Linked DNA regions of Gasterosteus aculeatus: region 1 is linked to region 2. The links are chromatin contacts, called in public Hi-C maps. All regions are on one chromosome and are shown on one strand. The core of a region is the stretch at or near the end of the contact, and the rest is flanking DNA. Distances in the headings are between cores, read along the strand shown. Region 1 holds the start of msi2b (musashi RNA-binding protein 2b). Region 2 overlaps msi2b (musashi RNA-binding protein 2b).

Region 1 (7,264 bases), core at 2,219-4,718, 58 kb before region 2:
CTGGTCGGCTGCAGTTTGGTGGGTGGCTAATTCCTGAAATAGGACTGTCAATTATGCATGTCTCGGTCTGGCTCCTTCCCTTCAGTCTGAGAGGTGCTTTAGCTCATGCAGCAACGAAGAAGCAGGCGGAAGAGGACACTAGAGGGAGACAATTTGTGCACATCTGTAGCCTTCTCAAAAGCTTTTTCTTCTGGATTTTGAATTTCACTGTAATAGGCCCTCCAGAGGTCCACCGAGATCAATGTGAAATCATTCACAAAATTTAAGAGATCAAATTACCGACGTCTCAAGAGCGTTTGAATTATATTCCAAACAAATTCATGGAAGTGATAGAAGGTGTTTAGTCTGATCTGATCTTTTAGTGCTGGATTGATACATATCGGATTCCTTTGCATGCTGAAAACAGATGGGAAGCCTCTGTGAAAATCATGCAAATTGTGTAGCAAAATGACAAAATACTCAAAGACTTCAAGTTTCGCTATCATAAACACACATTCAAAGGTTAATATATCTTTGTGATTCACAAACAGATTATATGTAGGAATCAGTGTGGAACAAAAGGGGTTATACATAATCCACGAACAATTTCTCCAAGGTCAAGTGAGGATTCTGAGGGTGTAAAATGATTACTGCAACAGGAAACAGGATGCCTCTTCTGAAAACAACATCTCATAACACTGTCAGCGAGTCTATTGCTTCTCTCACTTTCTTTTCCCCCCACAGCTTTCACACACTATCAATTTGACTTCTCCATCTCCAAATCATCCAGTCTTCATGCAAAGGCTCGGATAGTTACGAGCTTCTTCGTCTTCTCCTTTTCTGTTTTGTTTTTTTTGCATGCTGAATTTCCTCTCTATTGAGATGCGGTTCATCTTTCAGCACTGAATGCAAGCCACAATTGCACTGATGCAACTGTGTGATTCCAGAAATCGTTGCATTGTCCTTGATTCTAAAGCGAAGGTTGAATTATTATTCAACACACAGATGAGTTCAAAGCATGCGGGATATAAAAGAAAAGGTGTCTATTTCTTCTTACTCGTCATCCCCTTCAATGATCAGAATGTCTTCAACAGCTGCCACCTTTATTAGAAACGCTTCTACGCTGCGGTGATGTTCAGTTTCAAGGAAATCTGTTTGTTCATACTTTGTAGAAGAAAAAAAAAGATACACGCCTTCTCTTTCCTCCTCATTTGATACTTAACGCTCAGCTGCTCTGAAAGCATCGCTGTCAGAGAGCCTAAGGTTGCTTAAAGAAGCATTAGCGTTTTGGGCACTTTCATCAGGCGGTGGTGGCTGCTCAGATTAAAGGAGAACACTGTTTTATTTAGAAATCTATACATTTTGCTCCTTCAATCGGTGTGAAAAGACGAGCTTGAACGTTTAACTAAAGTACTATCCAAAACACATGAAAGGTCTGTTGTTGAAATGCGATAGATCGGAAACAGAAAAGGGAGGTTTGCTTTGGTCCAAACCTGGTTCACAAGCCGTGATCGTATATTATAAAAACGTCACACCTGATGTTACCTTTCTGTCACGTTTGACTTTGCACTCTTCACGGAGCAACAACAGCAAAGAGAAAAGCATTGATAACAATGTTCAAAAGGCGGAATAATGCACAACCCCACTGTGGAACCGGAGACCCCAGTGTTTTTATTTGAGCATAAAACAAGTTGCTCTTCATGTGTTAAATCCACTGTATTTTTGCACACCTTGTGATCGTTTTAAAGCGTGTTGTTCTACAGAGCTCATATTCCTGCATCAATTTATAGCCTCCCTCATTCTTCTCTCTCTTTCTATCTCTGCTGCTGCATGAGTGGATGCAATTTTTTCTCCTTATCCACCGTCACGTTGGAGGCACATGCTGTAGGGTACCGTCACACATTTGACAACTTTTGAAACTTGCAACAGCAATATAATCTTAAATGTTTCACTAAATGACATGGAACAGAAAAATGGTGCGTAGAAGGTAAGTAAAGTGACAAATCTTCATTTTCTTTGAGACTCCGGAGCTACAAGGACTGGCCACCATTTGCCTCCATTAATTTGTTTCACAGATAAAGACAGTCACAACGTGGGGTGTCCCCAAACTAATGACAGAGTCCTAGCTGTTAAACTGTCAAAAGTCATGTTATTTGTGGTTTATCTTAGTCATTGTTTCAAAAACATGCTGCTTGGCTAGATAAGAAATCCCCTCTGGTAGTGCCCCGAACAGTCAGCACAGACGGGCCTGTTAAAAAAAGAAAACTGTGAATAATGAAACAGGATCACTAGTCACGTTTCACGCGGAGCTTGGGACGTTTTGTTGTAATTATTCTTGTGCCACGACAAATGGAAAGTGCATTTATAGAGAATGTATTGTCTTTTTGTCTATCGAGTTCTGTGAGCGGAAATGTGGCGCGGATGCAAGAAAATGTATAATGCATAATTTAAAGCATAATTTGTACATGAGATTTCCTTTTCTTGTATTCTATAGATAGCACTGTGTAAGAAAATGTGTACCGAAAACATATATTAACCCACCGTGAAATGTTGTGCACGTTTGTTTACACATTCCTTTCTTTGCCTTCCTCGTCTTCTTCCTCGGGGTCACCAGAGGGCAGAGGCAGATTATCTCAACATGCCAGCTCTGCCCCCTTGCAGCTCATTACAGGTAATCTACATTAAAAAATGGCTAATCAATCCACTGCATGTATAGATAACTGTATTGATGTCTGCTGGTTATTCTTTGTTGGCTTTCATAAAGGTTCACCTCAATGCCTAATGTGTGTTGGGCACCTTTTAACTCATTTCGAATTCTGATACTCTGCATATTCTGAGCTGTAACTTAAACATATTTAAATGTACATGTTGTTGTTTATATTAACATTATAACATTGCATTGTTGATGCTGTAGCATTGCATTGATCCTTTTTAGAGCTGAAAGGACCATTAAATGTACACCAAGATAAGATGGGTTAAATGACCTTAATAAAAATCATCTCCAATGTGAATATGCTGTGTCATCTGTGTGAATCACCATTTTAAAGTCATAAAGTGCAGAATTTCATTTCAAATATTTAATAATTGTAAAACCCTTGCAAGCCATATACAATCAGGATCGTTTCAATATTAACATGTATGAGGAATTAACCCATTATCTTCGCTTCTGTCTGAGGGACGATATTGCGCGTCGGAGGAATAACAAGTTATTAAATTAGTACAAAGTAATCTTTGTAAAGGCTCACCTGTCGGCGGGATTATAATAAGCAAACATCGCTAATTAAGAGGACCCTTTCTTGGACAGAGCTTTTTTTAATTTATTTTTTTATTTAAATGCTATGTGTCCATTGATTTAGAAGAGCATTAAGCCACTTTCACCTCCAGTGGCTTAGTGCTTAATTAAATGACAAATCGGAGGATTGGTTTGCAGATTGCCTGAATTGACGTCAATTGGATTGGTTAGGTGACAGAGGCAGGCTCCGCCCCCTGTGGGCCAAGGTAGCGCGTGCTGAGAGAGGGAGGGAGGGAGCAGGGGGCTGAGCTGATCCCACGTGTGACGCTTTCATTCCCGGCTCAGTAATATTCTCATAGCGGGGCTTTGCATATCTCCTGCCCGTATCTGTGTGTGTCTGTCACTGTTACTGTAGTCCCAGCCTATAGTTTGAAATAGATATGGAAGCAGACGGGAGTCAAGCCACATCCGGAAGCCTAAATGATTCACAACATGACCCGGGGTAAGAATCTTTCCAAACGTATTCTACGGTCCGTTTTTTTTTTTTTGTTTGTTTTGTTTTGTTGCTTTTTTTTTCTTTCTTTCTTTCACGTTACAACATCTTAAGCGAGGACTTCGACTGCCGTGCTGGATTCGTCCCCCCACAGTACGCACTTAAACCGTGCACGGGTCCGTTTCCACGTTCAGTTGAAAGCCCCCCCTTCAGCTTTTGTAGCGAGAGTGTCCCCCCCCCCCCTTTTATGTAGCGAGACTATATCTATATTTATACATTTGCTAAGCGCCAGCGCGTTTCCACAGTCTCGCTTTTATCCCTTAAGGTCGCTTTTAGAAGTAGTTAGTCGTCAAAATGGCCGAACTGACATCTGGACTCACTTCTGTTGTGTTTTCCCCTTACAGTAAAATGTTTATCGGTGGCCTCAGCTGGCAAACCTCACCAGGTGAGACACTGTTGTTCTCTGTTCCGCCGTGTCCCGGTATTCCGTGTTGTTTTGTCGCTGTGACTGAGTGCTCGTTTGTGGCCGCGGCGGCGGCGGCGGGTGTAATGTGCGAATGTGCACCGTGCAGCAGTGTACTGTACGGGATATCTCACTAGTGTGTGTGTGTGCGTGTGTGTGTGTGCGCACCATGTTATTCTTGATCTCCGTCCACATGAAGTCCTCTATTCGACCCCTATGCGCATCGCGGGGTTTTTCTTTTTAAATGTTGTATTACTGTGTGTGTGTGTGTTCTTGTTTGAAATGCAGTGACAACAGCATAGCCATATGTTTCTGTCAAATAACACCCCCCCCCCCTCTCTCCCCTTCCCCGACATGTTTTTTGTTCTCTATCCACAGACAGCCTTAGAGACTATTTTAGTAAATTCGGAGAAATAAGAGAATGTATGGTGATGAGAGACCCCACGACAAAACGCTCAAGGTAAAAACGCCGGGCTTTTCCTCCTACTTTTCCCCTCCCCGGTGCATGTGACGGTATCGCTCACTTTGCCCGTGTTAATCCGCCGTGCATGTGTTGTGTCCGTGTGTGTGTGTGCGTGCGCGCGCGCGTATGTGTGTGTCGCTGTGTCCGCGCCTGCGTGTGGTTTCCCAGCGAGCCAGATAAGCTTAAACGCTCACTGCTGTAAAGCTGCAGCCGCCTGCAATTTGACATTGACTTTGTGACTGCACCGCAATGTTGGTGTGCCGTCGTCTCCCGTCGTAACGACCCGCCGCGCGCTCCGTCTCTGTTCCGGATCGGCCACAGGACGGACCGGCACGCTCTCCTTTTTGGTTGTTATTTAATTTTTTTATTATTATATATATTTTGTACATGTTTGCTCGGAAAATATCTTAAGGATAATAAGGTCACGTGAAAAAGCATGCACAGTGTTGTCTCTGCCGTGGTTTTAGTATTTGCACGTGAACTAACATGTATTGCAGAAACATATTTTGCAGCGTGTGCATTTCTGACGTTCTCCTTCTGTGTCTTTTTTTTTTTTTTTTTTTTGCAGAGGATTTGGGTTCGTAACGTTTACAGACGCCGCCAGTGTAGATAAAGTCTTAGCTCAACAACACCACGAATTAGACTCAAAGACGGTGAGTTAATGCCATCCACACACCCACATAAGTGTTTATTCCTCCCCGCCACAACGGTGTGACTTTTCACTGCCCGCCAGGCCTTGTGCTCGAACACCTTCTAAGTTAAACAGACTGCGTGGATCAAGGTCGCGCATACGGGCTAAATGCGTGATGGTCCCTTCAACACTGAGCGTAGCAATAAAAAAAAATAAAAATAAAATAAACACACAACTCCAGGGTGAATACTATTTGTGTTCACTTTCACTTCTCTGGCTGAATGGCGCTGACATGCATCTCCACCCTCCCCTCCCCACCAGCCGCGACACAGCCACATGTGCAGCGTGCGCACATCTCACACGTCTCATGTTCCAGTGAAGGGCACGCTGTCTCAGGCCGCCCCCGCTTCTGTTTTGACCCCCGCAGATATCGCGTCGTATCGCGCCAGATGCACTGATACTGTATGTGCGGGACACAGCACTTAGAAGTCCTGCCCCCCCCCCACGTTGAAGAGCTAAACTAAAGCAGAATAAAACAACTCCCTAAACGGCAAGCATGTTATGCTGCCAACAGTTACCGTGATAAAAAATTTTTTGGTTATAGATATGTGTATATATATTTAGCAGTTTATTATCAATCCATTACTAATATAAATGTGTTTAGCTTAGTAAGTAATATTTTAATTTATTTGAAAAGATGAGCTAATGGATCCACAGACGCACACACACACACACACCCATGGAGAACTCCAACTATTGTGGATTCTACTGGCCCTTTTGAAATTTGTTAGTAGATGAATAATTAAGGACGCTAGTCATTTTCCTCTTTTCTTTTGAGAGATGTCTGCACTGATGGATTAGACAGGGTTCAGCTGAGATTGTATTCGTCAGGGATTTCTGCTCGGCATGGCGCTGATATCCAGATATGCCAGCATAGTTTGGGAAATGGAATCATTGCTGTGCTACCTCGGCTGAAGGCAACCATAGACGGAGGAGTATTTGTTTCCCCAGTATTTTCAAAAGAGAAGAAGGATTCGCACTTCAGGGCACTGAAATCTGTGTAGGACATAGCAAGTCATTTAAAGATCTGTTGTCCATTTCAATCGACATTTTTGAGCTCAAGTGTGATTGGTAAAGAGATAAAACGGCTTTTAGTTGGAAGGTGGATCTTATTTTAATTTGCCAGTAATTTGTCTCCTCTTGTTTTATTATTGTTGGGGAGCTTTGAGTGTTTCGGCCAATTTTACAACGGCTCAGTAATGGAGGCTTTACTTAACCAAATGGACTTTTGCGAGTATTATTTCTACTAGTTTTAAAAATGAGTTATTTACAATAAGACACACACACATGTCCAAATACATTTAGGGGCACAAAGTGTTATATACTGTGTGCAGTGGGCCCTGTGTTGTGAACAGAGGAGACAAGGCTGGCGGTAAAAGCACCAATACACACGCTGACAACAACAACAACAACAACAAGCAGCGCGTAGAAGCAGGTTATGACACAGACATAATTTGATGCAGAATGTGGAGCAGTTTGGTAACTTGAAAGTTGAGGTTTAAATGAACTTGCCTTTATGAACTGTGTTGCACATACAAATATACTCGCACCTGGGAGTTGTTCCTGCAGCTGGTGCGATGCCTCATTCGAAGGCGCTTTAAGCGAAGTAAACCGTAAGTTATTTGATAAGGATCTTGGTTGAACTAAACTTGACGACCTCATGCTCATTCCGAAGTATCAACTCGCGGCTACTTCTGTGCTGCAACTGGATTATTGATTGCAAAATACTTTTCTTTCTTAGATAAAGGACATTCTTTCTGTTAAAGTTATTCAACTTTTTTTCAGCAGCTTCTACAAATTATCCTTGTGAAAATGTCCAATATTCTCGGTTTGCATTTTAATGTGTTTACATGCCGGAGTGAAAATCCAGGTTTCTGAAGCACGTTTAGTGGAATGCGTCATTCGTCATGTGTAATGACCATTGTTTGGGCCCAACCCTCTTG
Region 2 (7,304 bases), core at 3,211-5,710:
AGCTTTAAGAGCTGAGAATTATTCCACTCATCTTTTAAGTTCCTGTGAAGCATGACACAAAACTTGAGTGCTTCATGCTCGCCCAATTCCCCTCCTGAGAGGAGCGGAGAGGCTCGGGAGTTAGAAGCCGTTCAGCAAACACTCAACATGATGAACATTAATTACGTCAATTAAGTGGACCACAACCATTGTTTGGGTGACTGAAAAGAGTCAAAGAGAAATGTCCAACAATAAAGAAATACGTTGTGGATAAGGTGTGGATTGCGGCATTAGGTCTAAAGTAGCTATCAGACTACCACTCAAAGAACAGATCGGAAGTGACATCACGGGTATGACTTTGTGATGGAGCTATTATTATAATGCTATTATTAAAGCTATCATCATCTCCACCAGGACATTTTTTATTATGTATGCGGCCGTCTTTGTTCGTGTGCTTGTTGAAGTCTGTGTCTTTCTACGGCTTATATTCCACTATCTGTTCTTTGAGCGGAGCCCCTTGTGTGCCTTTTCACAACTCCTTGCGTGCGTCGACCCATTTTTATAGGTTTGCGTCAAAAGCTACGCAAGGCTGCAATGGGTCTGCTAACTGCATCCTTTACAGCATCGATTCCCAAAGTGTGGGCCGAAGGTACTGCAGGTGGGCCGCGAGAAGTAATTTACAATAAATAAATAAAGTTTTTTTAATTTTCAATTTTTTAAAGTCTGAAATTAATATAAAAATATTTATGATGCGGCATATTAGTTATGTGAAACATTAGTTGATGAAGCACAAACAATTTAAACGGACAGATTAATAAAACAATAAGGCTCTCGCTCGAAACGGCTGCTCTTGTCCGCCTGTCGTTGTTCAACAAACGGGGCGCCCTCTTGTAGTATTAAAGAGTGCATCACACCACTTGCAGCTCATTGAATATGAACTTTTTGAGTAAAAATAAATAACCCTCAGCATCAGATTTTCATTCACAAGAGGTACATGTGAAAATCTACAAATTTTTCTACCGATTTTTAAATGGTTTGGTTTGTTATAAACAGATCATAGATGTAGTTATAACAGTGCATACTTATGAATAATGTTCTGTTTCATTTTCACTTACTGTACCAAGATGGCCACCATGTGCGTAGACTTTTGGCCCGTGCATCGCCACTGTTGCTTTTCATTGCGGACATATTTGTCCCGTATTTTTGAAAAAGTTATTCCATCCATCAATCCATTGTCAAACCGCTTATCCTGTACACAGGGTCGCGGGGGGGGGCTGGAGTCCATCCCAGCCAACTTCGGGCGATAGACAGGGTACACCCTGGATTGGTCGCCAGCCAATCGCAGGGCTACACAGAGACACACAACCATTCACACTCACATTCACGCATCTACGGGCAATTTAAAGTCCCCAATTAACCTGATCCCCAGAGCATGTCTTTGGACTGTGGGAGGAAGCCGGAGAACCCGGAGAGAACCCACGCAGACACGGGGAGAACATGCAGACTCCACACAGAAAGGCCACTGGGCGGAATCGAACCCAGGACCTTCTTGCTGTGAGGCAACAGTGCTAACCACCACGCCACAAAAGTTATTATTATTTAAAATACATATACCACTATGAACACAATGTTATGGGTAGGCGAATGCACTGTACCAAGATGGCCGCCGTGTGAGGACGTTCTATACTCCGCCGTAAGACATCTAGCCTTTATATTTATCTATGGCTGATACAGCCAACAGAGCTAATAGCTGACGGTGGTAAACACCCAGAAGATTATGGGTGTTCATGTTTCACAGCATTGGTTGGTTTGTTTTTGATTTTTAATTAAATTACTAAGCAATGATTTGAAAAAGCTTTGCATAGTATTCAGTATGCACACAACCCTAATCAAAATAATATGTTAACAAATTCTTTAGGAATATTAAATAATAATACATATAAAGTTAGTGTCAATTCATTTTACTTTCTCAGAGGCTGTCCTCGTGTCTTCATGTCCTTTTGACTGCACTTCACTGCATAACACTTAAATTGAAACATAAACAACGTAAATATTTTGAAAAAGAAATCATTGATGAAGTGAAACTTTCTGGATATTCAAATGGCTATAACAAATATACACCGCTGTGTGAAAATAGCTGTGCGAAAATAGCTGTGCGAGACTGTCTGCGTCTGAATATAAACAGATAGCCCAGACGGCCGATAGATAAAAAGTGAAATAATAAACAGAAACGACTGACTGTGATTGCCTATTAAAATGTGACGGATGAAAGTCACCCTCAGCCGGAGCGGCTCGGCGCTCTGCATCAGCACAAATTGCAGGCCGTACCACAGGGGGGCGAGAGTCCTGACCGACTTCCACCTCCGGGGAATCTGACATGCTCAGCCGGGAGGTGCACGGTAAGACGTGTAACACCCGAGACACGGCCACTGGCGGGTTGGATCCACGCCGCCAATGATACTGAACGCCTGATGACCTTGGTGGACCGGCATGATGCGCACATCCAGTTTTTCTTTTGGAACACAATGAAGCGCATAATTAACTTATAGTAGAATGGATTGTGTTTCCATCATCTTGGCAGTTGCCTGGAGTTTGTTTTACTTATAAATGATTAACAAGGTTGCATTCAGTTAGTCATATGTGGCTGCATTTATATTTAGACAACAGTGTTGCAACTGCCAGGGTGAGTAAAAGTCTGCTTAAACCATTTACATGGTTGCATAATTAATTGGTGCTGTGACTAGCGATTATTATTTTCATCATTGATTAATCTGCCGGTTATTCTCCCGACTAATCGATTCATCCATCAATCAACTTATAATTTTGTCCCCGAAATGATGGAGGATTGTGAAAAATGCCCCTCGTAATTTCTGCAGAGCCCAAGGTGACATTCAAATCGCTTGGAACAAAACACAACAGAGAGATTCAGTAATAAGGATATAAAAGAGCGGAGAGCATTTCAGACAATGGAACCAGCAAATTTTGCACTTTAGCTTGAAGAGTGATCCATTTTCTAATTCTATACCGATTCCTTTTAATTTCTAGAATAAACTTTGGGCATTCGTTATCTTTGCATGAAATATCGCTGTACTCCAGACGGAACCATTTATTTGGATTATCCAGTCCGGTTAGATTGTCGCGTTGAGAAAGAATACATTTTTTTTTATAAAGGAAGTGTTAAGAACTTGAACGACGGTTAAGAATGTTGAAGATTTCGCCGAGTATTGCTCAGGCTGAATTTCATGCAATGTCATGGGTCCGTTGGTCTCTCCATGGGACCAGCAGTGCTCCATCACACGGCCCCCCCAGAAAAAGAGGAATTGGAATGGGAGGCACGTAGCTGTCGTACTGTACTAATAGTCGATGGATGCAGGACTTGATCAACTGAACCGTGAGGTGGTAGTTGCTGTGAACAAAGGCGTGTCAAATGCATAGGAGCCTCCAACGCATTTACCTCTCACGACAGTGAAATTAAGATTTGAAAAGAGACTTTTTGCCGATGTTTTGTTGTTTTAAGATATTAATCATCGGGAAGATATTCTTACCTGAAAATAAACAAAATAAAATAAAAATCGACGACATTGTTTTTGCTAAATGATTTGTGTTCTTTGCCGCTCTGTATGTTCAGAACTGATGAAGATAAACTGCATATCAGAGAGGTGAGAGGATTAAAGAGGTAAATAGGGTTAGACAGCGGAAATGTCACGGTTACCTGTGTGTGTGTGTGTGTGTGTGTGGAACTAGGGTATTCCTCCTTTTATGTGGCCTTACCTCCCCCTGTTGCTCTCCGCCTCCTTTTGTCATCATGTCACTGTTTGTTATCATGTCACTCACATTTGCAGAGCCGAAAGAGTGTGTGTGTGTGTGTGTGTGTGTGTGTGTCAGAGACAGAGGAGGGGAGACACACACAAACGCACACACACACACACACACACACACACACACGGGCAGAGGGGGCGGGGTAAGGTGCATAGTTGGAGGGCCTGTCACAAAAAGCCATTATTGTAATTGGAAGTTAAAATCCCATTTGTTTTCCCCTCCAGTACTGTCAGCACCAGCACCCGGGTCTTGTTACAAAAATTAACATTTGCTATCGGTGTCAAGGGTCACAGAAGAGAACATCAACTTATTGAAACCCTCCCCCCCCACCATTACTCTCGCTCGTTCACTGTCAAATGCTGATTCCAATTTGTAGATTTTCACATTTACCTCTTGTGAATGAAAACAATCTGATGCTGAGGGTTATTTATTTTTACTCAAAAGGTTCATATCCAATGCGCTGCAAGTGTTGGTGTGATGCACTCTTTAAATACACCTTCTGCTTGTTACGTAAAAAAAACAGCCAAGCAACGGGCCGTACTCTACGCCCGGCTATGTGGATTAAGTTAATTTACTTTGGAGGAACGTGTACACAACAATGTCGGAAAGGTTCAGAAACAGAGAGAGGGCAGCAGAGACCCAAAGAAGAGGCGCTAGTAGTGTAAAGAACAGATAGCAGTTAAAAGGGACTGTCGGCTCCTCCACGCTATGAGCCATGCTGGACTCCGGGGACCATCAAACTATGTTAAGTGAGTTAATCATTGCTTTGGATCCGCTCAGCCCTTGGCAGAAGGTTATAAAGGTCGGCATTATTAGCTCATTGGGGGCTTTCCCCCTTGGATGCTCTGTTCATATAATTGCACATTTGATAAACAGGTTTAATGATTTCCAAATAAATCAAATGAACTGAAAATGGAAAAGTCAAAGATAACATGGTGGTTTGTTTTACTGACATTAAAAGCTCTAAGGAACGAGTTAGAATAAAGCTGTTAGAAACTGTTAGAATAAAGCTCAGATGTTAAAATAAGGTTAAGATGGTTGTTTTTGCTCTACAACATTTCGTCCCCCTTTGCGTAGGGTGTATTATTCAAAGGTTTTATGAAGTCCAACTATTTCTGTTTGGTTTTTCAAAGCAACGGCCTGCCAGCGTTAAAACCCAGTGAATTTCCTTTTTGCATGCTAAAGAGAGCTCGGTGGCGACGGGGAGGCGTGCTGTGTCTCCTCGCCCCTGAGGGGGGGGTTTATACATCCAGTCATGTTCGCAGTATACCGTCTCGGAAATATGTTGAATGTTCGCACCGCGCTTTCTCAGATCTGGCCACAAGCAAGCATCAATTAGCATAAAATTCATATACCCCCCCCTCCCCCACCTCCCCCTCCAAAAAAAGAGGCTCTTAAGAGCCCTTCTGGCGTTGTCCAATTTCTCTTATTTGCCTCTGCTCGCTGTAACGTTTGCTCGATGCCCATCCGGTGCCGAGCGTAGGCACGCTGCGCTCATTGTGAATGCTGTGTGAATGCGCTGTTTGGGTAAGGGCCCATGCATCTCCAGGGCCCCATAATCAGCTCTAAGCTGCTTCTATCAATCTTCTTAACTGTAGTGGGTTGAGGAGGGAAGTGCAGCTAATCAGCCCTATCTGGCCCCCATGTGCAGCCCAACTTGCAGCGGGGGCCGTATACATACACACACGTGTCTTCTTCTTCTTTTCTTTTTTAATACTCATCTCTCGGCCATCCCGCAGCAGATGGCCCCCTAACTTTTTTCTTTTTTTTTCCTTTTTTTGAAAGGGCGCCTGTGACTTTCACTGAATAGCTGTTAGTGTAGGTTAATATAGGAGTGGTGGCCCTGCAGCGGTGACAATCACAGCTCTGATCAGAGCCGGGCTTCAAAGACGCCTGTGCAAGTCGAAGCTAGGGTTGTCATTAGCTTCTGCACTGCGCTTGACAGCCCCCTCCCCTCCCGCCCCCAACTTATTTCTCCCTCTCTCTCTCCCTCTCTCTCTCTCCCTGATAGCGCTCATTTTCAGTCCGTGTGCAAATGGCCACTGTAATCCCAGGCCCAGGTGCTTGGGCCTGTCACTCCACATTTGCACTAAGCATCTTTTCCTTCCTTCATCTCCTTTGCCCTAATTGTAGTGTAATAAGCAATTACAGATCTATTTATGCACACTAGAGCTCAGATTAGGCCACTTTTTAAAAGGGCATGCGGTCCAATGCGGGTGCCCCTTATCCCCAACTTGTAGCTGGACAGGAGACACCGGCGGCAGCGGCTCTAATCACTCGCCCTTCCTGCGATGACGATCTAATTCCGCTTTACCATCCCTCTGCCCTTGCTTTCTGTTGTGCGCAGAACGCCCTCCAAAGCAGAAGTGATTGTGCTGTTGTTTGTTGTTTATCGGCTGTGTTTTTGTCTTTGTGAGTTAGCTCTGCTGATGCAAATGAGCAGAGGCAGTGTTTACCTGGACTGGCCATGTTTTTGGTGTGTGTGTGTGTGTGTGTGTGTGTGAGCGCACTGCGCCTGCACAACGTCGAGGCCTTTGATCATACTACATTGCATTGACAGATGCTTTCTGAGGCTTTCTGGTTGCCCGTGAACGAGGCCGCGGAGCAGATCTGAATGCCAGTAAATATTTCCCTTCATACAACAAAGAGCGATGGCTTTATTTTTTATTTGTTTCATTTTTTCCTATCTGTCCTATTATTTTTAGGTATGAGAAATGACATCAAAATCTCCTCCCTGCTCCCCGCCCTCCCTCCGGGGCTCTGTGTTTACAACTGTTTGTGAGCCTGCATGTGTGAGAGGTGGGGGCCATGATGAAGGCTTACACCTTGTAATCATGTCTGGTTGTGTGATGTCGGCGACCTGCCGGAGTACCGGCTCGGAGAATGGCGTGCATGGTGTCTGCGTGTCTGTGTGTGTTGGGGTACGGGAGAGTGTGAGACTGAAAGATCCACTCCCAATATATGTAAACGAATGTGCAATATGACAGAATCAAAAGTTTGAGAGGCTCCACTGAGAGTAAAAGGGAAGAGGCGAGGTAATCCGATGCAATGCTCTTATTTATATGATATAAATAACCTGCACGTAGGTAATATAATACCTGGCGTCCTGTTGGTACATTTTTGATCAATGATTATTTTGAGCTGACTTTAATAACTGTATAACTAATAATATAACGACTCATCGTCATTGTGAAAGTGAGTTGAAATGAATTAAAAATGCACTTATCACCTTCGTAAAGTTGGAGTAGAATTCTTCATTTAGGATACAGAGGATGGGAGCTAATCGGTTCGATTTTTCTTTGTGGATATTTAAAGGACCGAAAAGCTTATGAAGAACGCATTATGAAGTCACTTTACCGCCGTTTGACTAATGGCTCACAGCCGCTCCAGTCCAGCGATATGAATGAAGCAGGCTACTTATTAAGCAAATTAGACTTATTATTTTAATGTTGCTGTTGTTGTTAAAATTACGTTTGACCATGAAAATCCGGCATTGATTGCTTTTG

What was found. A called contact is a pair of places that touch in the nucleus more often than the background predicts.
Region 1: a Hi-C map of liver shows a contact between it and region 2, with 1.6 times the contacts expected there. The contact joins the promoter of msi2b here to the enhancer-like site in region 2. A contact is called at or near these places in 2 of 6 Hi-C or Micro-C datasets (liver and skeletal muscle).

The regions. Positions count from the first base shown.
Region 1 is chr7:19,596,054-19,603,317 of fGasAcu3.hap1.1, reverse strand. It overlaps msi2b (musashi RNA-binding protein 2b), which reads left to right and starts at 3,468. Exons shown (of 14, transcript XM_078107409.1): 1 at 3,468-3,713; 2 at 4,109-4,149; 3 at 4,546-4,627; 4 at 5,199-5,283. The coding sequence starts at 3,652.
Region 2 is chr7:19,539,272-19,546,575 of fGasAcu3.hap1.1, reverse strand. The region is part of intron 5 of msi2b (musashi RNA-binding protein 2b); the gene reads left to right. Among protein-coding and RNA genes, the nearest start is that of msi2b, 57 kb to the left of the region's middle. Within about 2 kb of position 4,460, at least 2 of the 9 cell types and tissues checked have open chromatin away from gene starts, as enhancers often do. A contact at or near this core is called in liver, where this site is marked.